7 separate regions of the Mus musculus genome follow, and all the other regions are linked to region 1. The links are chromatin contacts, called in public Hi-C, HiChIP or PLAC-seq and promoter capture Hi-C maps. All regions are on one chromosome and are shown on one strand. The core of a region is the stretch at or near the end of the contact, and the rest is flanking DNA. Distances in the headings are between cores, read along the strand shown. Region 1 holds the start of Zfp647 (zinc finger protein 647). Region 2 holds the start of Zfp623 (zinc finger protein 623). Region 3 holds the start of Ccdc166 (coiled-coil domain containing 166). Region 4 holds the start of Iqank1 (IQ motif and ankyrin repeat containing 1). Region 5 holds the start of Scrib (scribbled planar cell polarity). Region 6 holds the start of Apol8 (apolipoprotein L 8). Region 7 holds the start of Eppk1 (epiplakin 1).

Region 1 (4,094 bases), core at 807-3,306:
CAGCCATGCATGCTCAGACTCGGTTCAGCCCTCCTCATTCAGTCAAGAATCTAACTCATGAAACACATTTAGGGCGGGTCAGCCCACCTCAACTTAATCTAGGCAATTCCTTACAGACATGCCCAGAGATTGGTTCCCATGAAGGCGAGAAGATCAGCCATCAGACTACCTTAGTCAAGGTCTCTTTGTTCTTTCAAGCAATTTTGGACCCATGTAGAGAGAGACATGCCTGACTCTCCCCAGAGAGCTCAACTGTATCAATGATGTATATATCCATACCCTCCAAAATATTTTTAGCCCCCCCCCCTTCCCTCATGTCTCGTGGACATCCGTGGCCTCTCTATATTGTGACTGCTTTAAAACTAGCTGCCTCGGGGACTGGTGAGATGGCTCAGTGGTTACGAGATCTGACACTCTCTTCTGGTGTGTCTGAAGACAGCTACAGTGTACTTATATATAATAAATAATAAATCTTTAAAAAAAAAAAAAACAGCCAGGCACTTGGGAGGCAGAGGCAGGTGGATTTCTGAGTTCGAGGTCAGCCTGGTCTACAAAGTGAGTTCCAGGACAGCCAGTGATATACAGAGAAATCCTGTCTCGAAAAAACAAAAACAAAAAAACCTGGCCCCCTCTGGGGCACACACACTTTAAAAATCCAAGAACAAAAACCTGGAGGCTCCATCACCCTGATCCACAAGAGCTGTTCTTGCTCCCTATCTCCCAGACATTTCCTCCTCCAGCCCCATGCTTTGTGTGTAGCCTCAGCTGTCCTGGAATTTGTTCTATAGACCAGGCTGGCCCCAAACTCACAGAGATTGGCCCTCTGACTCTGCCTCTGCCTCCTCTGCCTCTGCCAGTATTTTGTAACAGAAGACACGTAACCACTACAATTAGAGAAATAAAAATTGAAGCCATAACGGAGGGTAGGATCGAGTGCTACTGAGATACTATATGCTTATACTAGAGTCCCTGACTTTAATTTCCAGCAGAGAATATGTGTGCATACAGGGCCACTAAGGGTCAGTCTGAGGAGCTGCGCACCACGGTATTTTGTTGTTTTATCTTTTGAAAGGGCTTCTCAACAGGTCAGAACCTGAAGCTTGCCAGTGACTCTAGACTGGCTGGCCAGAGAGCCCTACACAGCTCGGCCTTGTTCCGCCTCCCCTGTGCTGGGGTTCTAAGCAAGCACTATTACACCCAGCCTTTTCACATGGATACGAGTGATTAAACTCAGCCTCGTGCACGTTTGTCAAACACCCAGTCTGTTGTACATTCCTCTAGCCCTGGAATAACTCAATTTTTTTTAAAGATTTATTTCATGTATGTGAGTACACTGTAGTTGTCTTCAGACACACCAGCAGAGGGCATCAGATCCCATTACAGATGGTTGTGAGCCACCATGAGGTTGCTGGGAATTGAACTCAGGACCTCTAGAAGAGCAGTTAATGCTCTTAACCGCTGAGCCTCTCTCCAGCCCCGAATAACTAAATTTCTAAAAGCCTGCTTACACCAAGTGTGGGCAAATACAAACAACAATTGGAACTGTCATACACTGCTAGTCTAGGGAATGTGTTGATGAGGACACAAGACAGACTGGCCGTCCCTTAAGAAGTTGAACACACACTACACTGTAAACTAAACCCAAGCAGCCCGAGTCAGCCTGATGGGTCTCGAGACCAGTGGTCCAGGCTGCCTGGCCACCAGGGAAATCGCTAGAGGGCAAGCACAGATCTTGGCGGAAGTGACCGAAGGCCCTCGGGAGAAGAGGGGCGGCAGGGAGGGGGCGAGGCCGGGAGGCACTCGGATTTGTAGGGACTGCGGCCGCCGCTTCCGCTACAGCCTCAAAGAGCAGGCGCGGTCCGGGTCAGCACGCGGTCTCTCTAGGCACAGCGGAGGCCTACGCTCTCGGTGGCCCCGGGGCGCAGGGCATCAAGTCCTGCAAGAAGAGCTGGAGGCGGACGGCCATCCGATCCTCCCGCGTCCCGGTCCGGGACTTGGGGTGGGGGTTGGGGGTGGGGACCTAGGGGCGGGGTCCCCTGAGATTGACGACTGCGCAGACGGGGCGGGACGGCCCCTTTGTCTTAGGGAGCCGAAGCTGCCGCCACAGGGCGAGAGGTTGCGGCAGATGGTGAGTGGCGCTCTGTCGGCTGCGCGGGACCCTCTCCTTCATCCGCACCCAAAGCTCCGCGCCCTCGCGTATGCCAGCCCTTCCCCCCGATGGATGGCTGCGGCCGGGCTGCTGACCCAGGCTGCACCCTCCGGTCCCTCGAACCCTCCAGGCCCCTCCCCGGGACCCTTCGCGGTGGCTCCCGCTAGCCCGGTCCGGAGTTCAGACGGTTCTGATGTGCATACGGTTTCCTACTGGTTGGTTAATTTGGTTTGGCTTGGGCAGTGGATGAGGTTTTGTCTGGTGAAATAACCGCGTCCCAGACTGCCCTGGAAGTCCTGGGTTCGCACGATCCTCTCCCATAACCCGGACTACAGTCAGGGCCACCATACAGCATTTTAAGTCCCATGCATCCTCAGCAGCGAAGGACATTTCTTGTCAAACTGAAGGTGCTCCGCTCTGCTCCCCATTAGCCCAGCTTCTTCTTGGATTTGTTTTATTTTTCTGCTGTTGCTCTCTTGTTACTTTGCAAAGGCCCCTTTTAATGGATGACAACTTCTCTAACGTGGCATTTTCTTGTTTAATTTTTTTATATGTATTTATGTGCTTTGCCTGCGTGTGTATCTGTACTGTATATCATGTGCATGCCTGGTGCCAACGGAGGCCAGAAGAGGGCATCGGGTTCCCTGGAATTGGCTGTGAGCCGCCATGTGGGTGCTGGGAATCAAGTGTGGGTCCTAGACGGGGGAAAAAAACGTGTGCTCTTAACCGCTGAGCCATCCCTCCAGCCTCCACATGTATGGCTCAGTTAGACACCTGAATCTGGATGTGCTGATGAGTGCTGCCATCCCCATCTCTGCCGCTTAGTAGCTTACTTGGTGAGTTCCAGGCCAGTAAGAGACCGTATTTCCCCGCCCCCGCCCCCCCCCCCCCCAATGGTGAAAGGTTTCTAAGGAATAACACCTAAGGTTGTCTGCTGGCCTCTATGTGCTTGCTGATGTGTAGGTACGCACGCACACACAGGAAAATTGTATACAATAATAGCTCCCTTGTATGTGGGCGATGAAGTATGGGCACAGCTGTATTCTCTAAGGCCAGAGAAGGACATTGGATGTCATGCCCACTGGCCCATCTCCCCAGCCCACAGTAGTTCTTTTAAATGTTACTCTGCCTAGCATCCTGACATAGTGAATGCATAGTGACACTAGAAGCAGTTTCCTGTGGAGCTCTCTAGAATGATTGGAATCAGGCACTCCTACTAATGCGTGTGGACATTCCTGTCACTAACATAAAAGGAAGGTTCCCCTGAGCTCCACTATAGAGATACTTAAAGCTGGGTGGACATTAGTTCTGATATTTTGCACACTGGGGATTTCCTTGTAGGGGACACAGAGAAGTGGAATGGGACTAACAGGTTAGAGCTAATAAGCCACCTTACCACCATATAGGTGACCAGTCCCTGGGGCTTTCTTGCCATACAGATGTTTCAATTTCCACCTCTGCGTTTGTCTTTTAGCTGTTTGCATTCCTGGTCAGATTGACCACCAGCTTGTATTCTTTTTCTGTATGTTAAAAACACACTTCCCTATGGGTTTTTTTTTTTTTTTTTTTTTTGCTTTCTTGTTTGTTTGTCTGTTTTTTACTCCATTGAGAAAGTGTCTTCTTTGATTTTATTTACTTATTTTACAACTAGAAGGATCTTGGTATTGGTTTTGTTTTATGGGCAAAATATTTCCCATTACAGTATTTTGGCTTCTTGCTGTGTTTTAAGGGGCTTCCTTACTTCAAGATTATTTTTCTAAATAATCCGATTTTGTCTGGTACTTGTAGAGTACTGATTCTATATGGAATTTATGTAGATAAGGGATGAAATTAGAATCCAGCTTCTCTCCTCTCCCCCTCAATCGTCCCCACTAACAGTATCTGTTGGATACTTTATCTTTTTGCTTACTTGAAAACGCACCGGTGTCTTACACTAAATTCTTCC
Region 2 (4,094 bases), core at 1,091-3,590, 980 kb after region 1:
ACTGTTAGCTCAGCCCTTAGCACACACCTTTAATCCTTCTGGCTGGACTACAGACACACCCTTAGTTCACACTTTTAATCCCAAACAATGAAGGCAAAGATAGTTTGTACAAGGAAGCACCCATGTTTGGAAGTGATGTCTGATTGAGAGGCGGACAAGGTGACAAATCAAGAAAGATTTGACAGAACAGGATATACCAACTCTTACTAGAAGAGAAAAGAAAGGGAAGCCACTTAAGGGGCCCGCAGTCTAGAGAAAGAAGAGAGGCAGTTTTACAGACAGTTTGAGGAGAGAACGAGCCAGAAGATTAGAACAGAGTACCAGACTTAGTTGGAGGCCAAGCAGAGCAATTCAGAAGCCAGACTGAGTGAGTCAGCTGGGAGACAAGTTTGATACAGAACAGCTGAGTTAAACCAGCCAGAAGATTCCAGAAAGAACCAGAAGGGATGAGCTTATTCAGCAGCAAGTCTCAGGGGCTGAAAACAAGTTTAGGCCTAGATTAGATTGGACAGAGGCTAGAAGCTTCCAGGACTAGCAAGCTAGGAGATGGAGGCAGTAAACCTTAGAGACAACAATTCCATCAGGAGAATAAAAACCAACATTAGACACCCATACACATAAAGAAAAACAGGAGCAGGAAAGCTTGCATCTCTGCAGCCTTGGGAATAACCAGGCGGGCGGGCCTCGACATGGTGTCCCTGACAACCTGTGGATGTGCCACTGCAGCTGTGGAGGTAGCTGGGTGCTGTGTGTGCAAGGCATGCTATTTGAGGTCAAAAAGAATAGAGCGAGTGACTGGCTGCTCTCTTAGGACTCCTATTCCAACCTCTACCTCTAGCCCCTACATACAAGGATCCTGCTGACACAAACAGTCTTCTTTTCCTAACAAGCCCAGGGCCTTTTAGCAGCCATTTTCCATAAGCCAACAGAGCAGTCAGAGGGCTCTGTGATTTACTTCAGAGACACCACTTTGTTCTAGCCCACTGCTTCTCTGGCATCCCGTCCACTTCCAGATCAGACCATAAGTCTTGTAGGGGAGTGGGGGTACTTTCCCAGGTCTACCCTCTCTCTATATCATCCTCCAACGCATTCCAGAACCAGAAATCCACCCCCAAGGCTCCAGGAGTGTCCATAGCTGCATGTGTTGGCTTGTGAGGTTTCTCTATACCTCCCATATGAAAAAAGAATGCCATCATTATGCCAAGTATTAAAACAGATACAATGCCACATCCGTGACAGGAACAAAGGTCTGCTCTCTGCCTTAAAACTTGATGTGTATATGTTTGTTTGTGTGTGTGTGTGTGTGTGTGTGTGTGTGTGTGTGCGCGCGCGCGCGCGAGGGGCATGGGGAGTCTGATTTCTTCGTGATCAGAAGACATTTGTTTCTTTCATTGTAATGGGTCTCAAAGGAACGATGTCTAGAAGAGCACAGGGCGATTGTGAATATCAGCTCTCCACCTGGAAAACTACTTGAGTTTAGAACTGTTCTTCTGCTAATATCCCGGGAAACCTCTAGCATAGCACTCAAGCCCTGGGGACTCCTGGACCACGGTGGGGCCGGGTGCAAAGAGGACTAAATGTCCCTGGCATTATCACAGAGATGTCATAGACGTTGACTCAGACACTTCATGGAATAGAACAGCTTGTATGACACCTCACCCCACCTAAGAATCCTCCTTCATGACATACGGAGCTGATTCTGTCCAACACACATATTATCTTCAACCCCTGAAGCACTGGGGTGCCTGCACTGCATCCCCTCGGACAGAGGCCGAAAGGACTGAGGGAAGGCAGAAGGCAGGAGGGCAAGGTCCAAGCCGAAGAGCAGCGTGGCGCGCACCTGCATTCCATCACCTGAGCGGCTTAGCCTTCAAGCAGCCATCCGGGGGCCCGACCTGCAGGCGCCGAGGCCGAGTGTGCAACCCTCGAGGGCCTCGATGTCTGCGGACGATCGGTCCATGCATCTACCGCCCGCAGCTCGGCGAGGAGACGCAAGGCTCCGGCCCGAACCAAGCGAGGAGCTACGGACAGAGGCCAAAGCGAAGTGCAGCCGGCCCGGGACACCAACCAACTCGCTGAGCCCCGCCGGTCACGAGCCCGCCCACCCGCGCGAGCCGCTCCGCCTCACTCACCCGGAGCTCGGCGGCGAGAGGACGGCGCGGAACCAAGCCGAGCAGCATCCAGGCGGGTAACCCCGGGCGGCCACAAAGCCCGCACCGCTGCCGCACGCCCCGGCCGGAAACTGCCCGAGGCTCCGCCCGGAGGACATCCGTAGGCACTCTAGGATAAGAATGGGGGCCGGGGCCGTCTCCCTGTCACAGACTTCCGGGCCAGATTCCTGCGGTCAGCCGGAGGACCCAGTGCGCAGACGCGGTGGCTGAGAGCCCTGTTTGCGCACGTGGGTGTGGGATTAGCGGCGAAGCTAGGCAGTAGATGTCGTCAGACTTCCCTGGAAGAGCTGGGAAAGGCAGGCTCTTTAGAGAGCTTTTAGTAAAGATTTCTTGTTGGTTGTTAGTGATGGTTCTGTATGTAGCTTTTGGTTTTAGCTTTGAGCGTTTAGAACATCTTTATCATTATCTTATGTGTGTATGCCTATGGTGGAAAGACAACTTTGAGCCGCTGTGCCTATGACACAACATCTTTGTAATAAACCACTGGAGACTCAGAGTAGTGAAATCGAGGCAGTTTATTTTACAACTTTGCAAAGTCAGGTGTGAGCCTAGAATGCCAAGCTCACTCACTGATGGAGGCAGAACTTTATTTTATTGTGTGTTTTAGTGTTTTGCATGTGTGTATGTCTGTTCACCATATGTGTGCTTGGTGCTCCTGGAGGCCAGAAGAGGGCATTATATTCTCCTGGAAATGGGATTATAGACACAGTTCTTAGCTGCCATGTGGGTGCTGGAAATCAAACCAGGATCCTTTGGAAGAGCACCAACCAACTGCTTGATCTTAACCCCAAGGAATCTCTTCAGCCTCGTGGAAGGTACAACCTTAAGAGTCATCTAGGTCTTAACAAAAAAAAAAAAAAAATTGTGTGGGTTTATCTCTATATTTTATATCCTGTTTTTAAAAAATCTGCCACTGAAACTGCACAGTGCCAAGCCTCAGCTGCCCTCCATGAACTGTTCATGTCTTCAAAACCAGTAAGTACCACCTGGGTGACTCTTATGCTACCAAGTTCAGCTGCCAGCATGAGGGACAACCTTGGCTGCTTCTGGAACACAGCTTCTGTGTAGCTCTTAGGAAATACTTAGAAAGTTTTTACCTCAATGATGCTAGTTTCTTCTTAATCACTACTAATTCTTCAGCTGTAGCTGACCAGCATCGAGTATCACAGCAAAGCAAAGGTTTCACTTTAGTAGTCCTGGTATCTTGTTCATTACAGCTGATTCTTCAGCCTCAGCTAACCTGAATCCCAGAATCTTTTTTTTTCCATTTTTTATTAGGTATTTAGCTCATTTACATTTCCAATGCTATACCAAAAGTCCCCATACCCCCCCCCACTCCCCTACCCACCCACTCCCCCTTTTTGGCCCTGGCATTCCCCTGTACTGGGGCATATAAAGTTTGCAAGTCCAATGGGCCTCTCTTTGCAGTGATGGCCGACTAGGCCATCTTTTGATACATATGCAGCTAGAGACAAGAGCTCCGGGGTACTGCTTAGTTCATATTGTTGTTCCACCTATAGGGTTGCAGTTCCCTTTAGTTCCTTGGGTGCTTTCTCTAGTTCCTCCATTTGGGGGCCCTGTGGTCCATTCAGTAGCTGACTGTGAGCATCCACTTCTGTGTTTGCTAGGCCCTGGCATAGTCTCACAAGAGACAGCTATATCTGGGTCATTTCAGCAAAATCTTGCTAGTGTATGCAATGGTGTCAGCGTTTGGAAGCTGATCATGGGATGGATCTCTGGATATGGCAATCACTAGATGGTCCATCCTTTCGTCACACTTCCAAATTTTGTCTCTGTAACTCCTTCCATGGGTGTTTTGTTTCCATTTCTAAGAAGGGGCAAAGTGTCCACACTTTGGTCTTCGTTCTCTTGGGTTTAATGTTTTTAGCAAATTATATCTTATATCTTGGGTATCCTAAGTTT
Region 3 (4,094 bases), core at 601-3,100, 940 kb after region 1:
GCACATAGCCTTAGGTGTCCTGGAACTCAACTCTGTAGACCAGGCAGGCCTCAAACTCAAACATCCTCCTGCCTCTGCCTCCTGAGTGCCAGGATTAAAAGCATGTACCACCACTGCCCAGCCTCGCTGATCATGTCAAAGGTCTCTTTTGCCTCCTAGATCTGTGATTGGTCAAACACTACAAACACTTTGGGCGTTGTGTTCGAGAGTACTTCTAGGTGATCTTGGCTGCTGCCCTTTTGCTTGGCAGGGTGATGGTGACGTCCCTGTACAGAGTCAACACAAGCCCGTGGTTTATTTGCTGCCACTCTGCTGAGCCCGCACCCCCCACTGAATGGTTGTCACCTCCGGTATCCACTAGCAAACCGGCACACTGCTGATGTTTTCTGATCAAGATTGAATCCTGTAAAGACACTGTCCGTATAGAGCTCATAGCAAAAAGGGAGACATTAAATCCCCGATGGACCCCTTGTATCCTCTAGATGTCTGGCTTACGGGCAAAGAAAGCTAAGAAGGTAGAATGGATGGGCCTCGTGGAAAAGTGCACTGGCCAAAAAATAAAAATAAAAAGTGGGCAAAAGAGTCCATTTTTAACCTGAGGGGCACTTAGCACTCATTAATGGCCCACAGACAAGCAGGAAGCACTAGGTCCCTGGCTTCTCTAGCTTGCATCTGGCACCTTCCTACGTGGGCCCTTTTAAATTTATCACAGATCTACTAAGGGACTGAGCCCATGTAAATGGAAAGGGGGGGAGATTTTGAACCCCAGAAGGATGGGAAAGTTTCTATGCCAATCAGAGAAGTAGGGAAAATTTTACCTCCCTGAAGAACCTAGCCAATGAGGAATTCGGAGGGGGGGGGGGATATATAGGTGTGTGTGTGTGTATATATATATATATATATCACTGTTTTGAGCCAAACTTGCAGACTAGCTACTTTTGCCCTTTCAATAGGTTGCGCAGACTTAGCAAGGCTGTAAAATAAAGTTTCCCTTTGGTTTGGCTACCGAGTCTCCAGCGCTTGGATTATGAAATGAAGACCGTTGTTCATCGTGCATTTTATCTGAAAGGTAGTAGCATTCCATCAAGGCTTTAGATGCCAAGCGTCCCCTTAGAAATGCTGTGTGGAGCTGAGCGTGGTGGTGAATGCCTTTAATCCCAGCACTCCGGAGGCAAAGGCAGGCTGATGTCTGCGAGTTTGAAGCCAGTCTGGTCTACAAAGCGAGTCCAGGACAACCTGAGCTTTGTTACACAGGGAAACTCTGTCTCCACAAATAAACAAATGTTGTGGGGAGGCTTCATCCTGAGAGCATGAAGACTTCACAAGGAAAGGGGGAGAGCTCGCTCAAAGCTGGATAGAGGAGGGAGCGTCGGTGAGAGTCCCCTTATGCTGTGGGGCCTGAAGCGCAGCTAGTGGAGTGAAAGCAAGAGCACTAAGACCCGGGTGAGTGGAGGCTGGGCACTTGGAAGTTAGTTCAGTGTCTTGAAGCTGAAGTTCTGCCTGACCTGCGACACTGTAACTGAAGAATCATGCAAGGATATAAGAAACCTTAGGGAATGAATGATTGAGTCAAGCCGTTGCCAGAGCAACAGAATGGGATGAGGTCGAGGCACTGCAACCAAGTTCTGTCTCCATAGAGGTTGTTCAAGCTGGACATCAACATTCCTAGAGCTACGCACCAGGATGCGAAAGCTGTGGTCTGGAGGGAACGCTTATATACAGATTGGCCACGGTGCTCTCTGATCCTTAATCCTGCCTGCTCTGAACCTCATAATCAGAAGACACACCCTTGAACCTAGGGTGCAGTTCTCCAGAATTTTCGGGTTAAGAAGGGAGAGTAACTGAGCTGGGGGAGCGGGTGGAGCACAGCGCTCTCATGAGTCCAGTTGGCTTGGGCCTCAAGCCATGGCGCCCAAGAAGAAGCGCGGACAAAACGCGGGGCGCAAGCAGGAAACTACAGAGCAACCGCTCTCGGAGCGCGCGCAGTACCTACAGCGCGAGTACGCGTTGCTCTCAGAAAGCCTGGTGGCCTGTGAGCAGCGGATCGACGAGGTGCTGCAGGACAACGAGTTCCTGAACAGAGAGGCGCAGCGCCTGCGCGAAGAGAACCGGCTTTATGTCGGTTACGTGAGCGCGCACGCTCTGCGCTGCGCCAACGCCGTCGTGCGCGTCGAAGACCAGAACCGCATGGATCTGGCGCAGATCCGGTGGCAGCGAGCGGAGCTAGCGTCCTTCTACCACGGCCGTGAGGACGGGGTGCGCGCTCAGCTGCAGGAAATGAAGAAGCGCGCGGAAAACATGACGCAGCGGGTGCAGGAGCTCCAGCCCTACAAGGCCAGTGCGCGCGCCCCCCGAGGACCGGGCGGGCTCCAGAGGGATGGGCGCGCTCCCTACCGGTGCGCTGATCGGCGCCCCCTGCTCCCCAACCCTCACCCCACCCCATGTAGGAGCTGCAGCTGGAGCAGCTGGCGCGAATCCGGACCCTGGAGCGCGAGCTGCTGCACATGCGCGTGGAGCACACGCAGCTCCTCCACGGGGTGAAGCGACGCTTCCTAGATGAGAAGACGGCTTTCGAGCGGGAGGCGCGGCTGCAAGTGCAGTCCCTGACGCGCCGCTCCGAGCGGGAGGCCGCACGTTCCCTCATTTCCCACGCACAGGCCCTCAAGGCGGACAACGGGTATCTCCGACAAGAACTCATGAGACTTCTCCAGAGGACCCAGTTACTGCAGGACATGCGACAGCAGCTGCTAGAGCAGCGGGAGCAGCTGCGCCGGGAGCATGTGGACTTGAAGAACCTGGAGCAAATGCACGGCTGGTTGCAAAGGGGCCCCGGGGGGCCACCGCTCTGGCAGCCACCCCAAAGCCTCCAACCCAGCTTGCGCATCGGGTCAACCAGTCACGTTTTAAAAGCCCAGGCTACGCCCCAGTCAGTTCCAACCTCCCGGGGCCAATCCATGGATCTGTCACACCGACCCTCCAAGACTCCATCTATATTGTCCAGTGAGTCTCTTCCGGGCCTATCTCAGAAGGCTGGGTCAGTGATTGCTCTCCGGAGTCCATCACATCCAGGATCTCGAGTCTCATCTCTGACTCCATCACGCAAGGACTCGCGTGTCTCATCCGCGACCCCGTCACGCAAGGGCTCCAGGGTTCCATCCATGACCTCTGGTACCTTGCGGTCGCGCGAGGGCTCTCGGATCTCTCCACAGCCCTCCTTGCGTGAGGTCTCTCCAGAAATTGACACACCTGCAAAGTCCAGTTCCAAGCTTCCCACAGCCCTGTTGGAAGATCAGGCCCCTCTCAGCCCACAGTTGGAGGAGGCAGAAAACGCTGAAGACGACACAGAAACTGTCTTGGAGCAAGCCTGAACCCACACGAGGAGGCAGGCCAGTAGGGCATAGGGTGGAGGACAAACCTTGGAAGATTTCTTGGTGCATAGATATGTTAATAAAAGTGTTAAATAAGCTCTGTGACGCTCTGACACTTGCCTGGGTCGATGCCCTTGTATTTCAAGTGAGCAGAGGCCTGCTATTCGAGCTACAGCAGAGCTGGTTGTATCCTTGGCTGCTGGAATTCGATGTTCTTCCACCAACAGCCAGCAAGGCAGGCAGGCTTAGGGAAAGTTGGGTAGTGTAATTTCAGCAGCAGAGGGCAGATTCTGTTCTCAGCACAGGGAGAAGTTACTGGGCTTTTCCAATGCTTTATATAATACGCACACACACATATGTATGTAGGTATGTATATGTATATATGTATATACATTCCAATTTAGGGAACACTGCAAGAATTATTAGGAATTCCCATTGCCACCCATCTAGATGAACAGGGATGCATGTTATATATTTGGTACTTTCAGCCATCCGGGATTCTGTTGGAGACAGTTATGCCCCTTAATTTTAAATATATCCCTGTGTTTACTGAATAGGACTTTGACCTGTTTTCTTCCGGTGCTGGGTGTTGAACCCAGGGCTACCTCCTGAGCTACAGCCCAAGCCCTGTCCCAACTTTCTTCAAGACATGATTAAAATTAGGAAATGCACCTTGGAGAAAATACTGTAAACTAAATCATACTGGCCAAATTGTCCCTGTGGTGT
Region 4 (4,094 bases), core at 645-3,144, 920 kb after region 1:
GGCCTCAGACTCAGAGATCCGCCTGCCTCTGCCTCCTGAGTGCTGGTGGCAGTGTGCGTCACCAACGACCTGCTTCGATATTTTTTTTAAGCTATCTGCCCCTCCAATCTCCTCCTTACCCTAACACTGTACCCTCCTGAGCACTGTACCCACACCCCTTCTCCAGCTCTAGAAGTTCGGGGTGCAGTGGACATCTGAGCTTTGAGTCACAAATCTATCATTCCACGCCCAACTGAAAGATCTCTTGGAAACCACTTGGAGAGAAAGGGTTTCTGTGTGCCTAGTGGTCTCGTGGTCAGTGTTGGGGTAGTGCCCTGGAGGTCAGAGGGGGCACTCACCAGCAGTAGCTCGAAGCTTGGACCCAGGGAGGAGCGCCTGCCCCTTCCCTGATGCAGCTTTGGGCCCCCCCTTCTTAGTGCTCATTCTCCTGGGGGTGGGAAGGAAAAGTCCAGGGATGGTACATTCAGGAGGGCAGCGAACAAGGCAGTGGGAATACTGCCCCGGCCCTGGATGAACATGCAGCAGGAGCATAGACCTCCAGCATGTCCCCCAGCCAGCTTCTTGGTCCACCTGCCCGCCCCTGGTGGTCTAAGGATGTGCCCAGTAGCTCGAGGAAGGATACCTAGCAAGAGGATGTGTCCCTTTATGCTGGTACCCCCGTCCTCTACAATTCTGGATCTGCCTGTCCTTCTGTGTTCTAACACCATCCTCTAAATCGCTGGGCTAGAAGCTCAACAGCCTGAGCTCTGCGGACTTGCTTTCAACTACTGCCAACGTGGGTCTGCTGAACACAGCCCCTCCCCACCCGCAAACCCTCTTCCTTCTTGGCCTTGGGAATCTCTGCTGTCTGGTTCTGGAAGCAATGCCCTTCTCCCTAGTATACAAGGCAGGCCCCCCATTCACTCCTCTTGGAAGAACTTTCCGCTCCTGTTTTAGTAGGGTCTTCCAGTGCCCTAGAACCCCTCACAGGGCCAATGAATAGGAAAGCGGGTAGTGCAATCGCTGACTCCATACACTTATGTACCCACTAGGCTGGGGCCGCAGGGCTCCAGAGTGCATTTGGGGATGGAGTTAATGAAATGTTATCCTAAAAGTAGGACCAGAAAGTGACTGAAAGTAAGCTGTCTTACGGACAATGTTCAGGCAGGTGGCAGACACTGAGAATCTAGGACAGGAGAAGTGGTAGGTAGGAAGCTGGCTTGGACATGTGACTGAGTTCAGGGCACGGCATGCGTAGAGGAGTGGGTTGGAGGGAGGGCTGGGTAGATTAGGGCTCTAGGAGGAACTAAGTCCTTAGGTGTACGGGTGATGTGTTGGGGTCGATACAACCATGAGGTTCCCTGTCTGTAGAGGATCCAGTACTTGCAGCATCTTGGGTGCAGCCTCTTTTAATGTGCATGTATTAAGACGGGACCTTTGTGTCTTCAGTTGGTTTGCACAGGAAAGGATCAGTGGGTGCCAGGACCGACACTGTTGGAGCAGTTTAGAGAGTGATCCTCATGTGAGATGGGGACTTGGGGGGTACGATTGGTTTGCGGGATTCTGTGTGGCAGAGGGGCTTCTGCTGGCGGATCACTCCAGATTCCCTTGTGCCTGAGGGGTCCCATGGGTACGGGTGAGTGCGCAGGAACCTTTATGGTTGGGCAAATGAGTGGGGAGGTCCGTGGAGTTCCTATGCTGTCGGTCTCATGCGCGAAGATGAGCCTGCGGGGAGTGGACTGGGGAAACTAGAGGTGTGTCTGCGAACGGTAGGGCGGTCACTTGAGTGAGATGGGTACCCAAACACCCCCCCCCCCCCCCCCCGTCTGAGACCTCACCTGCCTCACCTGCCTCTCGCAACACAGAGGCCAGAAGCTCCGCCCCTCGCGTCGAGCTGGCCAGTTTCCTAGCGACTAAGCCGGAACTTCCGAGTTACCCCAACTTCCGGGGCGAGGGTCAGGGGTCGGCAGTAGGGGCTTTGAGCGATCGGTTTTCAAATAGGTTCAAGGGGCTTCAGTGTCCGGAAAGACGAGGCTCTAGAAATCCGGAGCGGCGCTGGCCAGGGTCCGGAGCGCAGCTCTGGGGCTCCACCAGAGCGCTCAGGGGTCGGGGTTGGGGTGTGGGCTGGGGGCGCCAGTGAAGCCACACTGGGAACCCGGGATCGCGGCCGGGGTCCGGGGCGCGGAGGGCGCAGGAATGCGGGCGCGTCGGGGTGGGGCCGCCCCGCCCAGGTGCTGCCCGGACAGGCAGGAGGCAGAGCGCGGGCGGGGCGGGGGCGGGCGCGTGAATCAGGCCGAACGGGCGGGCGGGCCGCGGCGGGGAGTGGCTGTCGGACGGACGGGACCGCGAGGCCGCTGGGCGGCGGTGGGCTCCTGCTGCCCCTGTGCCGAAACCCCGCTCACCTGGCCAGGTAGGGCTCCCGCCCCGGAGCGGGCCGGGCACAGCACGGCGGGGCGAGGCACACGGGACGGGAGGCTCGGGCCTCCGCGCGGTGCCACCTGGGTCTGGTCTCTGGACCTGGGCCGGGCGGTGCAGTGAGCGCGTGCTTTGGGACTGGGTGGGAGACAGGGAGACTGCGCTCCGGGGCACTGGGTGAGGGATTTTCCAGGGTCACGCTGGCAAGTAGGAGACTGAACAGTGCGATTCGCTCTGGCGGCCTAGGTATTGTCAGGACATGACCTGTACCTTTCCCGGAGCCTCTCCCCGAGCCGCCATGAACCGGGGTGTCTAGGGCTGGGTCCTTGTGTGGAAGGCAGGGAAAACTGGACTCTCCTAACTCCTGATCTCATATCCCTGGACTGGATCGGCAGATAAGATACCTGGCCTGGGTAGCCGCTAACTTCCTGGGGTACAGTAACACCTTTGGGCCTTGCAGTGCCTAACCTGAAAGCTGTATAATTCATCGACTTCCGGTCTTCCTAGGTTCTTCTTGTCCCCCACAACCCCAATCCTTCTTGATCACAATCATCCTGTCATCCTCTTTGTGTAGTAGCCTAAGGTCCTCAACCATGGATCCCCCTTCCAGACCCAGGAACACTACTACCTCCTGCCAGACAGGAGAGGAAAGGGTCATTTTCTTGCCCTACTTGTGGTGAAGGGCCTGGGGCTAGCTTCAGGTAGGAGGTCAGGAACAAAAAATTCCTGCTGAGTCACTGGTTTGGGTGGGATAGGCTCCTTCCTTAAGCAGGGCCCCACTTGGATAGGCAGATGTCAGTGAGCAGGCTGTTGGATTCATCGCTGATAGGAGTGGTCACCGCCCCGTCTATCGTCAAGGGGCGATGTGTACCAGTGAATGATTGTAAGGGCATTTAAGGTCGTGTGTGACTTCTGTGAGGTCAGGTACCACAGTGGCCGCTCAGGACTAAGGCCACTTCCCAACCCATGTGTCTCTGAGGGTTCTCACCACTGGCTAGACAGTATCAGTTCTCAGTCTTATACAAGGAAGTGTCCCCTCAGCGTGAGCATGCTAGGATCCCCAGGTAGTGTGGGAATGCTGCCTAGGAGAGCTGGCTCCAGTCTGAGACCTGTCCAAGCAGACAGGCCCGCATCAGACCCCAGGTGCTCTGCTTCCATCTCCCCAGAACAGTGTGCCACGCCTCACATTGCAGACAGGAAGGAAAAGCAACAGCCTTAGGTCAGGGCAATGCCCCAGAGGGAAGTCGGAGCACTCTTCTTAGGGCCAGTAGACATAGGAGTGTCCCCACCTCCAATCTCTGTCACACTTGGACTTGCTAATGTGTTACGCCATGCCCCTAGGGGTGGCAGACACTGTAGCTCCCTGGGTCATACACAGCAGAGTCCCGCTGGACCCCCAACGTCATTGAACAAGTATCCCCTAATACCAGAGCTGCCATCCTGTCAGCATCGCTGGCCCACTCCTCAAGGCACTCCTCCTCCTGGGCAGAAATACTTCCCTAGTTTGGACTATCATCCAGGAACCTGTGTGCTAGGCAGGGCAAGAGTCCCAAGCCATTTCAAACCTGTGGAGCAGTGGGGAATGGTATGAGCCTGCCCTAAGGCAACTTCCAGGCCAGAGGCCACCAGGTTTGCAGGCGTTTGGTTGTCACTTCTAATGCCTTCTTCAACCACAAGCTTCTGCTACTCGCACTCATGGC
Region 5 (4,094 bases), core at 535-3,034, 860 kb after region 1:
GTCACACCCCCCATGCCCCTGCTAACACCTGCCACGCCTGGAGGTCTCCCGCCTGCTGCTGCTGTGGCCGCAGCTGCAGCCACGGCCAAGATTACAGCTCAGGTGAGAGCTGGTGCAGTGATGAGTGTGGACAGTGGGTGGACAGACCCACTCAGCCTTTGGGAACTGGCTCTTAGATGGTTTGGGTGGGAACAAAGAACTGACTGTGAGAACAGACTAGAAACTGACTCTGCTTGTCTTTTGGTTGCAGGAAGCAGTGGCTGGAGCAGCAGTGCTGGGTACTTTAGCCACACCAGGACTAGTGTCCCCAGCACTGACACTGGCCCAGCCCTTAGGGGCCCTACCCCAGGCTGTCATGGCTGCCCAGGCCCCTGGAGTCATCACAGGTGAGTCTGAGTTGATCAGGTTCTCTTCCATTCCTTTCCCCTCTCCTCTAGGGTCTGTCTTCAGCTTCCCAACCCATACTTACTTCGGTGTAATCCCTTGAATCCAGGACAGGCTGGCTATCGCCAACCATCTCTTTACTCTTTCCCAAACAGGAGAGTGTATGTGTGGCTATTAAACTCGGTTGGTTTTGCTGCAGGTGTGACACCAGCCCGCCCTCCTATTCCGGTCACCATCCCCTCTGTGGGAGTAGTGAACCCCATTCTCGCCAGCCCGCCAACGTTGGGTCTGTTGGAGCCCAAGAAGGAGAAGGAAGAGGAGGAGCTGTTTCCTGAGTCAGAACGGCCAGAGATGTTGAGTGAGCAGGAGCACATGAGCATCTCGGGCAGCAGTGCTCGCCACATGGTCATGCAAAAGCTACTCAGAAAACAGGAGGTAAGTAGGTGGGCTCGTGCCAGGCCCGCTCTCGGCGGTATGAATGTGAAGTAGTGGGTGATAGGTCGCAGCATTCAGGTGTCTTTCCCACAGTCACAGCAGTCAATTGTCTTTCCTACAGTCTACAGTGATGGTTCTCCGAAACATGGTGGACCCCAAGGACATCGATGACGACCTGGAGGGAGAGGTGACAGAGGAGTGTGGCAAATTTGGTGCTGTGAACCGGGTCATTATCTATCAAGAAAAACAGGGCGAAGAGGAAGATGCAGAAATCATCGTCAAGATTTTTGTGGAATTCTCCATGGCCTCAGAGACTCACAAGGCCATCCAGGCCCTCAATGGGCGCTGGTTTGGTGGTCGCAAGGTGGTGGCTGAAGTGTATGACCAGGAGCGTTTTGATAACAGCGACCTCTCCGCGTGACTTTGGCCTCATTTCCTGGACTTGCACTTGCCCCTTCCTTCCTTTGGGTTTTGTAAAGTGTTAACCGTGGTGTGTCCCTGGGACCAGGCACTCTGCCCAACCCACCCTGTAGTGTACATAAAGATGCAGATACCACTGGCCCTGAAGTCCCTGTGTCTGAAATTGGTCCTGTGACCCAAGCTGGTTGTGTGTGGAATGTCTTATCAGGGTTCCAAGGCACCAGGGACAAGGAGGGCGTTCAGCCTGCTGTGCAGGGGTGAACAGGAGGGACCGGGGTGGACAGGCCTTGCTTTATCTTCCTTTGTGGGGAGTGCTGGCTTGCAGCCTTGCTCACGTGGATAGCTCTGAGAGCTGTCTGGCCCTGAGATCTGTAGGATCCAGGACCAAGAGAGCATTTTGTGGGCGGGCGGGCATCTGAGTTGTTACACCTGCTAGTATGGGTTACGCCAGAGCGAGGCCGGAAATCCCGACATGCCCCGCGCGAGACCGCTACGGGTCGTCGGAGACGCCACGCCGCGTGGCCCTTTGGGAGCTGTAGTTTTGAGCAGAGAGGGCGGGCCTAGGCTTCCCGGCGGGCTGCGCGGCTGGGCGGTTGTCGCGGGCAGCGGCGGCGGTTCCGGCTGCGGTGCTGCGGGCGGATGAGCTGCTAGGTGAGCAGGCCGGGCGGGATGCGGAGCCGCCGCCGCGCCCCCAGCGCCTAAGAAAGCGCTGCCGGGTCAGGCCGTGCTGCCAGCTGTGTGCCGCCGTCGGAGCCTACAGCTCGTATTGAACGCGGGCCGAGCCGAGCGCCGACCCCGGCCACAGTCCGGGACCCGGCTGCCCGCCCCACCCCCGCGCGCGCCGCTCCGCCCGCGCTCGGCGCTCATGCGGGCCGAGCCCCGCCCCCCGGCCCGAGCCCGCCGAGCGCCTCCCGAGCCCGCGCTCACTGCCCGCCCGCATCATGCTGAAGTGCATCCCGCTCTGGCGTTGTAACCGGCACGTGGAGTCGGTGGATAAGCGGCACTGCTCGCTGCAGGTTGTGCCAGAGGAGATTTACCGCTACAGTCGTAGCCTCGAGGAGCTGCTCCTCGACGCCAACCAGCTGCGCGAGCTACCTAAGGTGAGCGGCCGCCGCACCTGCTGCCCCGCGCTCAGTTCTCGGGGTGGTGTATGACTTCTGGGGCAGCCGGCTGGAGCGAGATCTCAGCAGGCGCTGCCCGAGCTGGGCACCGCAACCTCCAGCCGGCCCTGCAGGTTCCTACTGGTCAGAGCCCCGCCCCAGCCAGCCCCACCCTCCTCCAGCCGCCGGTGTTGGCACCTGGTGGCAACCTGTCTGGGGACTAAGTAGATACTGAACCTAAAAGGGGAGCCAACAGAGAAGCCCATGAGAGCACAGGAGGAGGATGGGTCCAGGGTGCGAGACCGACCCGGGTTAGCAACTGTTAAAGCTAGTTGGGCTACTTTAAGGGTAGGAAGTTGGTTTTCTTGCACTGTGTTCTGCCTTCGTTTTGGGAGGAGAGGTTTGCAGTGCTGAGTGGGACTCTCCTAAGATACTTGCAGTGTCAGATCTATTCTGTCATCGCTCAGCGGAGAGCCCACCTTTCACTGTCTGTGTTCCTTCCTGTCGGGTTTGTTTGGGGTTTTTTTTGTTGTTGTTGTTCTGAGGCCACACTAGAAGGAAGGCCAAAGGAGGCAGGTTATGTAGGACTTACTTTTCTGAGATAGGGGACTCAGTGGTCTGATATTCTTGCCGGCTGGTGGCGTTGCGGGTGTTCTTCATAGACCTTTATGGTATCCGTGTGTGAATCTTGGACATTTTGCACTTGTGTTTCTCTCTGGTGCCTGTTGTTGTTATTGCTTTTTTTTTTTTGTTCTGTTTCTTGAGACAGGGTTTCCCCTTCGTAACCCTGGTTATCCTGGAATTCATTCTGGCTGTCCTAGAACTCAGAGATCCACCTGCCTCTGTGGGTACTAAAGATGTGCACCACCCACAACCCACCCCAGTGCTCTCTGGTGTTTTTATTGTTGTTCTCTCTTTGTTAAGCTCTTGCTGTTCATTGTTGGGGTTCCTGAAGAGCTCCAAACTCCTTTAGAAGAGGTAGTTTGGATAGTAGGTAGGATACTGAGAGTGACTGACCCATAGGGCAGAGGGCAGGGGCTATCCATTTGGGAGCTGCTGATGTCTTGCCTGGGGCATGTTATCTGGGTGACATCTGGGTAATAGTGAGAGGTGGGCTTTCCACCGAGAAATGAGAGCGTAGGTCTGACAGTATCTTAGGAGAGTCCCCCTCAGCAGTTGCAGAGTATCATTGCAGAACAGCAGTGGTACATGTGACAAATGACACAAGGGAGACCAGGCATCAGGTGGGCAGGGGTGTGTTTTGCAGGCTTCTTTGTCTGGTTTTTCAGCACACTGGGTATCATGGCTAGAGCCGCAGAACCTTGTGTGACCTGGGATACAAAGAGGTCCAGGACCCTGTGGCCATGATCCTCCTGGTTTGGAAACTCTCCCATACCCATAGGGCTTTGGCTATAGAGCCTGTTCCCCTGATCACATCTTCTGCCCACAGCCCTTCTTCCGACTGTTGAACTTGAGAAAGTTGGGCCTCAGTGACAACGAGATCCAGCGGCTGCCTCCTGAAGTGGCCAACTTCATGCAGCTGGTGGAGCTAGATGTGTCCCGGAACGGTAGGGGGGGAGGGCGGGTGGCACTCCGTGAACATAGGGGGGAGCATAGGGGCTCCTGGGAGCTCCTGAGGCGTGCCATCCTCACGGCACCCTCTCCAAACACAGATATTCCTGAGATACCTGAGAGCATAAAGTTCTGTAAGGCTCTGGAGATTGCAGACTTCAGTGGGAACCCCCTGTCTAGGTA
Region 6 (4,094 bases), core at 481-2,980, 830 kb before region 1:
GTTTCAGGGTTGTTTCCTTTGCGTTAGGATCCCCGTGGCCGTCGTTGCCAAAGATTAGGCTGAGATGTCAAGCAGGACATCCTGGGACACTTGCTTCGGATGCCACCAGTCAAGCTGAGCTATTGAGTAGCAGATTTTCAGATGCTGAGGAGTTTCTAGGGTTCAAGATCTCTATGCCCTAACCTGCCAAGTGAGTCCTATCCAGGGGGTTCCATCCAAGACTGTTGGAGAGACCATGTTCTGGTCTATTCCATGCTCTGATTAGAAGGTCTCCGTTACTGCTCTCTGGCTCATAGGGGAATTTACCTGGTTCTGCACCTTGAAGTACTTTTGTTTGGCTGTTGAGTTAATATTAATATCAATCCTGGTATTGGTACCAGGTAAGGGGTGTGTGTGTGTGAAAACTTGATGGAAGGGAAATTATAGAAAAAAAATGATCCCAAAATTACCAGAAGCAAAAAGGGGGATTATGAGTGCCACATGTCAGAATGTTTATCTTAGTTTGAATCTTGGCTCTGCCTCCCTGGTTGTCTGACAGGGACTAAATCTGGCTCCTAAAGATGTGGACAGCCCAAAAGCTCTCATCCAATTGTCCTTTTGGGCATCACTCTGTTTCAGGGCCTATGGGGGGCGAGGAAACTGAGGGCCCAGTCAGTAGTGGGGTGATTTGCCAAGGGCAGACTAGTCAGCTGGATCACAGGCTCACATCTCCCCTGACTCCTGTTATCAGTATGTGAGGGATGAAGGCAGAAAGCAGGAGCTGTCCTGGGTGTCTGGATAGGCAAGGACACAAGGTGTGGGGACTAAGAGGGGCACATTGCCAAACACCATCCCCAGAGCAATACCAGCTCTGCAATCCTAAGATCACTGAGTAGACCATTGGGTGTGAGAGAGAGAGACTCTGAGTGTGCAGAAACGCACAGGCTAATTCCGTAGAAATTCTAGTCTCCCCATATAGCCAGGTCTGGCTCTAAACCTATCATCTTTTCATCTAAGCTTCTTCCTGAGTGCTGAGATTCTAGGTTTGTGCCACCAATGTGGCCTTTTAAGGTCCCACTTAGTGCTTCAGTCTCAGAGTAAATGGGCCAGCATGGGTCTCCACTCTGCCCACCAGGAACCTGTGTTTTCAACCGATGGATACATCACCTGTGCTGTTGACCCCCCCAAGGCCACTGCCCACCTGTGGGGTGGGGTTAGAGTCTCTACAGTGGGAGCCAGGTGCCACAGCCACTGTGGGAAGATGAAGGGGCAGAAAGAACAGGAGTGTCCCATTGTGGAGTGGGAAAGTCTCACTACAGGGTCAGCCACAGCAAAGACACGGAGGTGTCATGGTCACTGAGGCAGGATAGACTTGAAGGTGTATGTATGATAGAAGCAGGGGCTGGTTGGGAGGGGGGAGACTGCAGTGGGCTTGAGGCCTGGAGTGCTGACTAAAGGGGATTCAACTTGACCCTGAGAGATCATCAAGGACCCCTTAGAAGGAGCAAGGTGTCTTCCCTCCCTCCCTCCCTCCCTCCCTCCCTCCCTCCCTCCCTGCTCTGAGGATGCCCTGAAACCATCAGAAGGGATGGGGTTGGAGGGTTGCTTTGCGCAACTCTGCTCGGGTTCCAGCTGGGAAGAAGAGGGCTCCTATCAGGGCTGCACAGCCAGCCAGGAGCAGGGCAGGGCAGGGCAGGGCAGGGCAGGGCAGGGCAGGGCAGGCCTGGGCAGGGCAGGGCAGTCCTTCCCAGAACAGCCTTTCTGTAAACTGAGTCACAGCCCCCATCAAGAGGTCTACCATGCCCACATCAGCACCCAGCTGCAGCACAGGACCAGGTCAGTGCAAGGCTTTCCTGAGGGGCCAAAGAATGGAGACTGGGGACTTTTCCTTGCCTATGAACGTCTTTGCCTGGGGGTGGGGAGTGAGTAGTCACAAGTATGACAACAATAACAAAATGGAGAAGATTTTATCTGCTTATGAAAGGAAAGAATATTAATGAACCATCTGAGAAGATATTGAGACATGCTCCCCTTTGTTGCTCTTGCAGGTGGTAGGTGCCTTGACAGAGCTCCATAGAGGTGAGGGGAGCCAGGCAAGTCTTGGTTAAATTAACCCTGTGGTAGTTAACCCTATAATGGGTTGCTGGACCAAACTTTTCTCAGTGTACCTTGTGTGCATGCAGAGCTGGGCAGTATAAAAAATGACAGTGAAGACAGAAAAGGGACAGACACACGTGTAAAGGCCACTTCATCTCATCTGGTGAACTGGGGGACATTTGCAGGCCTCTTGCTGTTTCTGCCAGGCCTTTGTGTGCCTGGAAAATACCACCAGAAACAATTCTTACTGTGCCCTCACACACACCATCCCAGTGGGACAGAACTACTTTTAGCTTTCTGCCTACAAAGTAAGTTAGTTATTTTAAGGTTTTTTTTTTTGTATTTTTCTTTTTTCTTTTTCTTTTATTTGTTTTGTTTTTATTTTTTAGAAATAGAGTGTCACTGTGTAGCCCTGGCTGGCCAGGAATTTGATCTGTTGACCAGGCTGGCTTTAAATTTACAGAGATCCACTTGCCTCTGCTTCCAGAGTGCTGGCATAAAGACATGTGCCACCACAGCAGCCTAGACTTATTTTTCAAATGTGTGTGTGTGTGTGTGTGTGTGTGTGTGTGTGTGTAAGGCAGAGGACAACTTGCAGGAGTGAGCTCTGTCTTTCCATTATGAGGGTCTGGGATTGAACTCTGCCCATCAGCCTTAGCCACAAGCACCCTTACCTACTGTACCATTTTGCCAGACCTCTAGACAGATCTTGAAGAGGTAATCTGAAAGGCAGACAAAGTTCTATTAAAGGAGAATGTCCTTTGCACTACTGTCTACATAAAGGATTGGCTATGACGTGAGGTTCCATGGTTAGCGATGGCAGATGGGCAGCCCAGAGCAAGTACTGAAACAAAGGCAGGAAGTGGCAGGATTCTAAGCCCTGGTTAGATTCAGGACCCTGCAGAAGCAAGGAGAGAGAGAGAGAGAGAAAGAGAGAGAGAGAGAGAGAGAGAGAGAGAGAGAGAGAGAGAGAGAGAGAGAGAAAGAGAGAGAGAAAGCGAGCCCTGGGCAGTGGTGAACTTGTACCCTGAAGGGCACAGGCATTGCTGTGGATGGGAAGCTGCACACGGACAGGAGGATAGCCTGCTAGAGTTTAAGGGACCCAGGCTTAGTCAAGGGGCGGGGGAGGGACATGGCTCAGAATAGCCAGAGTTCACGTGCTGGTATGAAGACTGGGGATGCTAGCTAGCCTCGTGGTCTTCCCTCTACATTGAGATGGGGTCACCGTGTGGTGGATGCCTAAGGAGCCCTGCGTGTCCCAGACAGTCACCACCAGCTCTCACCCTCAGTTCCCATGTGTTCCTACCCTCAGAGGGCTGCCAGAGCATCCCTCCTCTTCTTGCCTTCTGTATACAAAGTCAATTATTTCCTACAAGCGCACCATCAGCTGATTCCAGTGGGACAGGGCACCTTCACCTTGGCTGGAGTGGGAGATTTGGGGTGGACAGTTAGAACCAGATGCTACCAGGTTTCTGCAGAGTCCAGGGAAGAGAAACACTCTGGATAGCGTCTGGTCTGTGGCAGAGACTGTGGAGGGAACAGTGGGCTACAGCCCTTAGGTGTTTGCCTTCTCTGTAGTGATTCCCCCTTTGTTGCACAGTTTGTCTTCTTCTTGCAGCTTGGATGGACCAGAGACCCCCACACTTGACACCATGGACCCTTCAGACTGCGAGGATGCCCCAGGTAGTTACTTGTACTCCCCTGGCGTCTTCTTGCTTGTGGCTCAGACTTCCATACTGCACTTCTCTGCATTTCTCATGCAGAGAAATTGAGGACAGAGAAGGGGAGACTCAAGGGAGACTATAGGTATTCTCCCAACACCAGCTCTCCAGGGGTGGGTGTCTATTCCTGGCTCTATCCTCGGGGAGTACAGCCCGGACTCACCTCCTCCCTACCCCGCCTCCTTAGGTGGGACCAGGGCATCCTGGGAAGCTGACTCTAGCTTGGTGTTACTCAAGCTCCTCCGGTCCATCCTCCTGCCTTACTCTCCTTTCCATCCAGGAGACAGAACCTTCATT
Region 7 (4,094 bases), core at 725-3,224, 810 kb after region 1:
ATCTTTTTTAAGGGCAGCAGTCACATCGATGCCTACATTCCACTGTGATCACATGTATAACTGCTAGTTATACATGCAACTGCCTCTCTCTAAGGCTGGCACTTCATCATGGGAACGGGCGGTGGTGATGGTGGATACAATTCAACCACAGGGAGGACCTTGCTGGCTTTCTTCACCTTGCTCTGAGCATCAGCACAATGTGGGGTGTGGCTGCCCTCCCTACACTGAAGAGGCCTAGGGGTAGAAGGACTGGGCCAGCATGTGTGGTCCTCTTGCTAAGGTGATGAACAGTGCAAGGCACTAGATGAACAGAGTAAGGGAGAGGGCTCAAGATCTGAGACCCACGGAGGCAAAAAGACTTTGCCCTTCAACTTTTCCCGCTCTGAAAACCGATAGTACATCAGGCTACTCTGACGGCAGGAGTTCCTGTGGGAACAGCAAACCCTGGCAGTGTCATGGCTAGGAAGGAGAGGAGCTGCTGACTATGGGAGCACCTGCCACTTGGGCCTGCTGATGGACCTGCAGGGCTGCCGGGCTGCCATGTCTAGCCCCTCCTGCGAGAGGTGAGCCTGCTCACCAGCTGCTCCCACCCCACTCACACTGGCCCTCTACCCTGCTCATGGCTGTTCATCTCTTCTCCAGGATACACACCCTGGAAGGGGTGCTGCTGCTTGTGGGCCACCTTGTAGAGAAGTTGGTCTTGTGCCCCCATAGACTGAGCCAAGCGGAACCCTTGGGGATCAAGGTGGGACCAGTGGCCAGAGGCTCTGGCCTGTACTGTAACTGTGTAGCAATCCAGGGTTAGCCTATTGATACTGGACACATCTGTCCTTGAGCCACACCCTCTGTAAGACCATTTGGAGGTGCTGGAAGGCCTAAAGTGCTGGGCAGAACTTCTAAGAGGCTCTGGGGGATGAGGACGTTGGCTCAAGAGAGGTGGTGAAGTGGTGGGCAATTTTGGCATGGGGTCCTCCAAGTTCCCTAACATTTCCCCCTAATGCATAGGTGGTACAAGCCCACAGCTTGTTAGAGGAGATGCCTCCGGCCCTCACCCCAAAGTACTGGACTCGAGCCCCAAGGGAGATACTGGCTTTGATGAGTCTTGACCAGGAGCCGCCTGGGGATCTGGCGAGTAGAGCTAAGGCTTGCCTCCTGGGGAAGATTCCAAAAGAACTGAGCTGGAGGCCATGGTGGTCAGAGGTCATGGAGAACTGGAGTCTTAGGAAGCCAGAGCATAGCAAGAGGAGCGAGGACAAAAGGGACCAGTGGGAACGGCTGGAACAGGGCCACCAGGTACAGGTAAGGGCAGATAGATCCATAGATCTGGGCACATGAAAAGGACTTGGTCTTACCTCCCAGCAAGGAGCCAACATACACCAGGGTCTTGTAAAGACACTATCTGTATTGACTTGGTCATAAAATAAAGTGGTCTGGGGTGTGCTTTGTACCCGAAGCCACAGGCAGCATTGAAACATTTCCCAGTAGGATCCTGCAGATAGCTTCCTGTCAACTGAGGAGCAGGACAGCGTGGGACAAGGCTGGCCTAGCTATAACTGGGGGAGACGTGGGCCTCTCCACAAGGTCTCCATCACATTCAAGCCAGGGCTCTCCAGTGGCCAGAAACAGCCCAATAGCGTGGTCAGAGCAAGAAACCCAGAAGGGTCAAGTGCATCAGGGGCCAGAGGCAGGCCCAAGGTCCAGGGAGCCTTGGTAAGCAGGTGTGAGTGTGGGCCTGTAACGGTGGGGAGGACAGAGCCCCAGGAACTGCCCCAACCCCTGTATTGAAGGCTTGGTGTCATAACCCCACTCCCCCCACCTCTGGCTCCATAGGCAGCTCGAGGAGCCATGATGGTTCGTGTTGGAGGTGGTTGGGCAGCTTTGGATGAATTTCTGGTCAAAAATGACCCAGTCAGAGGTGAGAGCTGGGGTAGGACAGGACATGTAAGTCATCAGGGTGTGGTGGTGGTGGTGGTGGATGGGCAGGAGAGGTGTGCCATCTGCTTTGGCCTAGCGACATGGGATCTCTGAGCAGCAAAGGGGAGAACCAGCCAGAAGATCCACGAAAGGTTCCTGTGCTGGACTCCTAGTGTGCCAGCCCCTGAGGTCATCACCCTGAGGCTCTGGACCTCCAACCAAATGGGCACTAACAGACCCCTGTCTCTGAAGGTGAGAGCTGGGATGGGCTTCAGAGCTAGGTCCTCCTGATGCTAGGTCCTCCTGATGCTAGGTTCTCCTGATGCTGGGTCCTTCAGATGGACTGAGGAACTTATTTGAGCCCCAGGGGGGTGGGAAATGTCAGGGAGCTGAATGGTGAGATGAAGCCTGGCCACCCCTTGCAGACAGGGCTGCCAATTGTCAAAGACCGCAGAGACTCCAGCTCCTACAAGGTCAAAACCTCAGAGCAGTCCACTGAGGAGCTGTGAAGACTCCAAGATCCAGAAGATAGGGACAGGAAACCGTGGCAGAGCATGCTCAGGGACTGAGCAGGAGCTTGGAGCACACAGAGTGGGGTTGGGTCTCTCACCAGGCTGGCCTCGAACTCAGAAATCTGCCTGCCTCTGCCTCCCAGGTGCTGGGATTAAAGGCGTGCACCGCCACTGTCCCGGCATGTCTCTCACTCTCAGCAATAAAGAGGAGTTTGGGGAACTGAAACTCTCTTTGGTGGGTCTTCATTTCCCTTGCAAACTTCATTCAAAAGCCACAGAGCCCATGTTGCTCTCCACTCCCAACCCAGAGCAGGCCCGCATTCTTTTTCAATGACTTGTAGTAGGGAGGGAGGGAGGGAGGGAGGAAAGGAGGGACTTTGCAACTCAACAGCCTCTCCCAGCTTGAGTTGCTCAGAGGTAGCCCTGCCCCATGCTTTAGTTTGTGTTCACCTGCCCACTCCACCTGTCCTGTGGGGTGCCCAACCTGGCTTTCAGCCCCGCCTACCGCCCTCAATGGGGAAGGGACTTGGGTCAACATAGGGAGGGGCCATGCCGATTTAAATGCTTGTGGCGCGGGGCTCCCGGCGTGGAGGGAGCGGAGAGACAGAGGACCGCGCCAGCCTTGTCACGACAGGTGAGGAAATGAGGGCAGTTTGGAGAACCGAAACTGAAAAGCTGTGGGAACCAGAGGCCAGCGGCCCCAGGCGGACTTAGTGAGGGGCTGCGGGACCGTTCTGGGCCCCATTTACCTGGGTCATCTGAGCTCAGATGGGAGGTGGGAGGCCCCTGAGTCTTGGGATCGTTCGGGAAACTGAGGACCCTGCCAGGCTGCTGTGCGGTCTCGCGAGGGTGTGGGTTGGTTTCTAGCAGATGTGTGGTGTGCTGTTTGGCCCTGCAGGTGCTGTAATCCTTGTCCATCTAGGGTGAGCAGCCATAGGGATATAGCCCTTGGGTGGTATCAAGATCCTTGGGAAGAAGAGGACGGGGTGGGGGGAGGGTCGGGGGGCAGGGCTGCGTCCCTACCCCCACTTGCTTATCATGCCAACCTTGGCACGAGGTCACTGACTCCTGGGGCCCTTCTTGATGCTGGTTTCAGTGGGGGCAAAGGCCAGATTTTCAGTCTCCATGTGCGCTGGGCTCCATGTGCCTGGCTTCCCAGTTCTGTTCTGATCTAGCACAGAGCAAGCAACAGTTGTAGCGGACCCTTGTGCCCATCCTTGTCCCTGCCTGGGGTGAGGGACCCACCCTTCAGTGTGGTGACAAAGGGTGTTCGATACCCCAGAAGTCCTGACTCTCTTTCCTCTTGGCACCTAGGGAATCCTGTGGTGGGCTTCAAGGGAGACAGGGAGAGCTTCATCTCTCGTAACTCTTTGCCTGGGGAATATGTGCTGCCTACCTTCCCCAGCCCCTTCATGACTTACTTATGCTGCTGCCCCAAAGCCCAGGACCCTGATTTTTTACCTTTATCAACACTACCTGGGTCTCCTGCTCACCTTGATGGAGCTCTCTGTACCCCTCGGACACCCTGACTTCTTGATCCATGTGTCTGGTTGTCTTCCCAGACAACCAACACGGATGCCAACTGTCTCCTCTTCTATCCTCCTGGGAAGAGGCGGGGCCCGGGGAGAGTCATACTAGGCCCAAGGTCACCCACAAGCCAACAGGGAG

The links. Promoter capture Hi-C pulls out the DNA fragments that hold promoters and counts their contacts. A called contact is a pair of places that touch in the nucleus more often than the background predicts. HiChIP or PLAC-seq counts read pairs in DNA pulled down with a chosen protein or histone mark.
Region 2: a promoter capture Hi-C map of cranial neural crest shows a contact between it and region 1. The contact joins the promoter of Zfp623 here to the promoter of Zfp647 in region 1.
Region 3: an HNF4G HiChIP or PLAC-seq map of pancreatic cancer cells shows a contact between it and region 1. The contact joins the promoter of Ccdc166 here to the promoter of Zfp647 in region 1. A contact is called at or near these places in 1 of 39 promoter capture datasets (liver) and 1 of 115 datasets of contacts at active chromatin or transcription factors (pancreatic cancer cells).
Region 4: a FOXA1 HiChIP or PLAC-seq map of pancreatic cancer cells shows a contact between it and region 1. The contact joins the promoter of Iqank1 here to the promoter of Zfp647 in region 1. A contact is called at or near these places in 1 of 39 promoter capture datasets (liver) and 1 of 115 datasets of contacts at active chromatin or transcription factors (pancreatic cancer cells).
Region 5: a Hi-C map of CD4 T cells shows a contact between it and region 1, with 4 times the contacts expected there. The contact joins the promoter of Scrib here to the promoter of Zfp647 in region 1. A contact is called at or near these places in 1 of 39 promoter capture datasets (neutrophils), 1 of 484 Hi-C or Micro-C datasets (CD4 T cells) and 1 of 115 datasets of contacts at active chromatin or transcription factors (pancreatic cancer cells).
Region 6: a contact with region 1 is called in a promoter capture Hi-C map of hippocampal neurons, with 3 times the contacts expected there. The contact joins the promoter of Apol8 here to the promoter of Zfp647 in region 1. A contact is called at or near these places in 1 of 39 promoter capture datasets (hippocampal neurons) and 1 of 115 datasets of contacts at active chromatin or transcription factors (pancreatic cancer cells).
Region 7: a contact with region 1 is called in an H3K4me3 HiChIP or PLAC-seq map of bone marrow-derived macrophages, with 6 times the contacts expected there. The contact joins the promoter of Eppk1 here to the promoter of Zfp647 in region 1. A contact is called at or near these places in 2 of 115 datasets of contacts at active chromatin or transcription factors (bone marrow-derived macrophages and pancreatic cancer cells) and 1 of 9 other capture datasets (liver).

Annotation. Positions count from the first base shown.
Region 1 is chr15:76,923,410-76,927,503 of GRCm38.p6, reverse strand. It overlaps Zfp647 (zinc finger protein 647), which reads left to right and starts at 2,056. Exons shown (of 5, transcript NM_172817.3): 1 at 2,056-2,128.
Region 2 is chr15:75,939,198-75,943,291 of GRCm38.p6, reverse strand. It overlaps Zfp623 (zinc finger protein 623), which reads right to left and starts at 2,340. Exons shown (of 2, transcript NM_030199.3): 1 at 2,133-2,340.
Region 3 is chr15:75,980,041-75,984,134 of GRCm38.p6, reverse strand. It overlaps Ccdc166 (coiled-coil domain containing 166), which reads left to right and starts at 1,850. Exons shown (of 2, transcript NM_146059.2): 1 at 1,850-2,334; 2 at 2,448-4,094. The coding sequence starts at 1,906. The coding sequence ends at 3,368.
Region 4 is chr15:76,007,669-76,011,762 of GRCm38.p6, reverse strand. Iqank1 (IQ motif and ankyrin repeat containing 1) reads right to left here and starts at 1,894. Exons shown (of 14, transcript NM_001370920.1): 1 at 1,818-1,894; 2 at 339-427. The coding sequence starts at 423. It overlaps Fam83h (family with sequence similarity 83, member H), which reads left to right and starts at 2,265. Exons shown (of 5, transcript NM_001168253.1): 1 at 2,265-2,389.
Region 5 is chr15:76,067,474-76,071,567 of GRCm38.p6, reverse strand. It overlaps Scrib (scribbled planar cell polarity), which reads left to right and starts at 1,784. Exons shown (of 36, transcript NM_001310543.1): 1 at 1,784-2,339; 2 at 3,790-3,907; 3 at 4,013-4,091. The coding sequence starts at 2,181. Puf60 (poly-U binding splicing factor 60) reads left to right here. Exons shown (of 12, transcript NM_028364.2): 9 at 1-102; 10 at 251-386; 11 at 584-819; 12 at 941-1,386. The coding sequence ends at 1,240.
Region 6 is chr15:77,752,909-77,757,002 of GRCm38.p6, reverse strand. Apol8 (apolipoprotein L 8) reads left to right here and starts at 1,730. Exons shown (of 4, transcript NM_001081970.2): 1 at 1,730-1,815; 2 at 3,695-3,759; 3 at 4,078-4,094. The coding sequence starts at 3,729.
Region 7 is chr15:76,118,075-76,122,168 of GRCm38.p6, reverse strand. It overlaps Eppk1 (epiplakin 1), which reads left to right and starts at 1,974. Exons shown (of 3, transcript NM_144848.2): 1 at 1,974-3,060. It overlaps BC024139 (cDNA sequence BC024139), which reads left to right. Exons shown (of 16, transcript NM_001142968.1): 10 at 421-563; 11 at 643-745; 12 at 1,006-1,299; 13 at 1,486-1,710; 14 at 1,831-1,915; 15 at 2,033-2,166; 16 at 2,340-2,652. The coding sequence ends at 2,423. Gm52196 (a long non-coding RNA gene) reads right to left here. Exons shown (of 3, transcript XR_003951574.1): 1 at 3,920-4,094; 2 at 3,473-3,597; 3 at 3,021-3,392.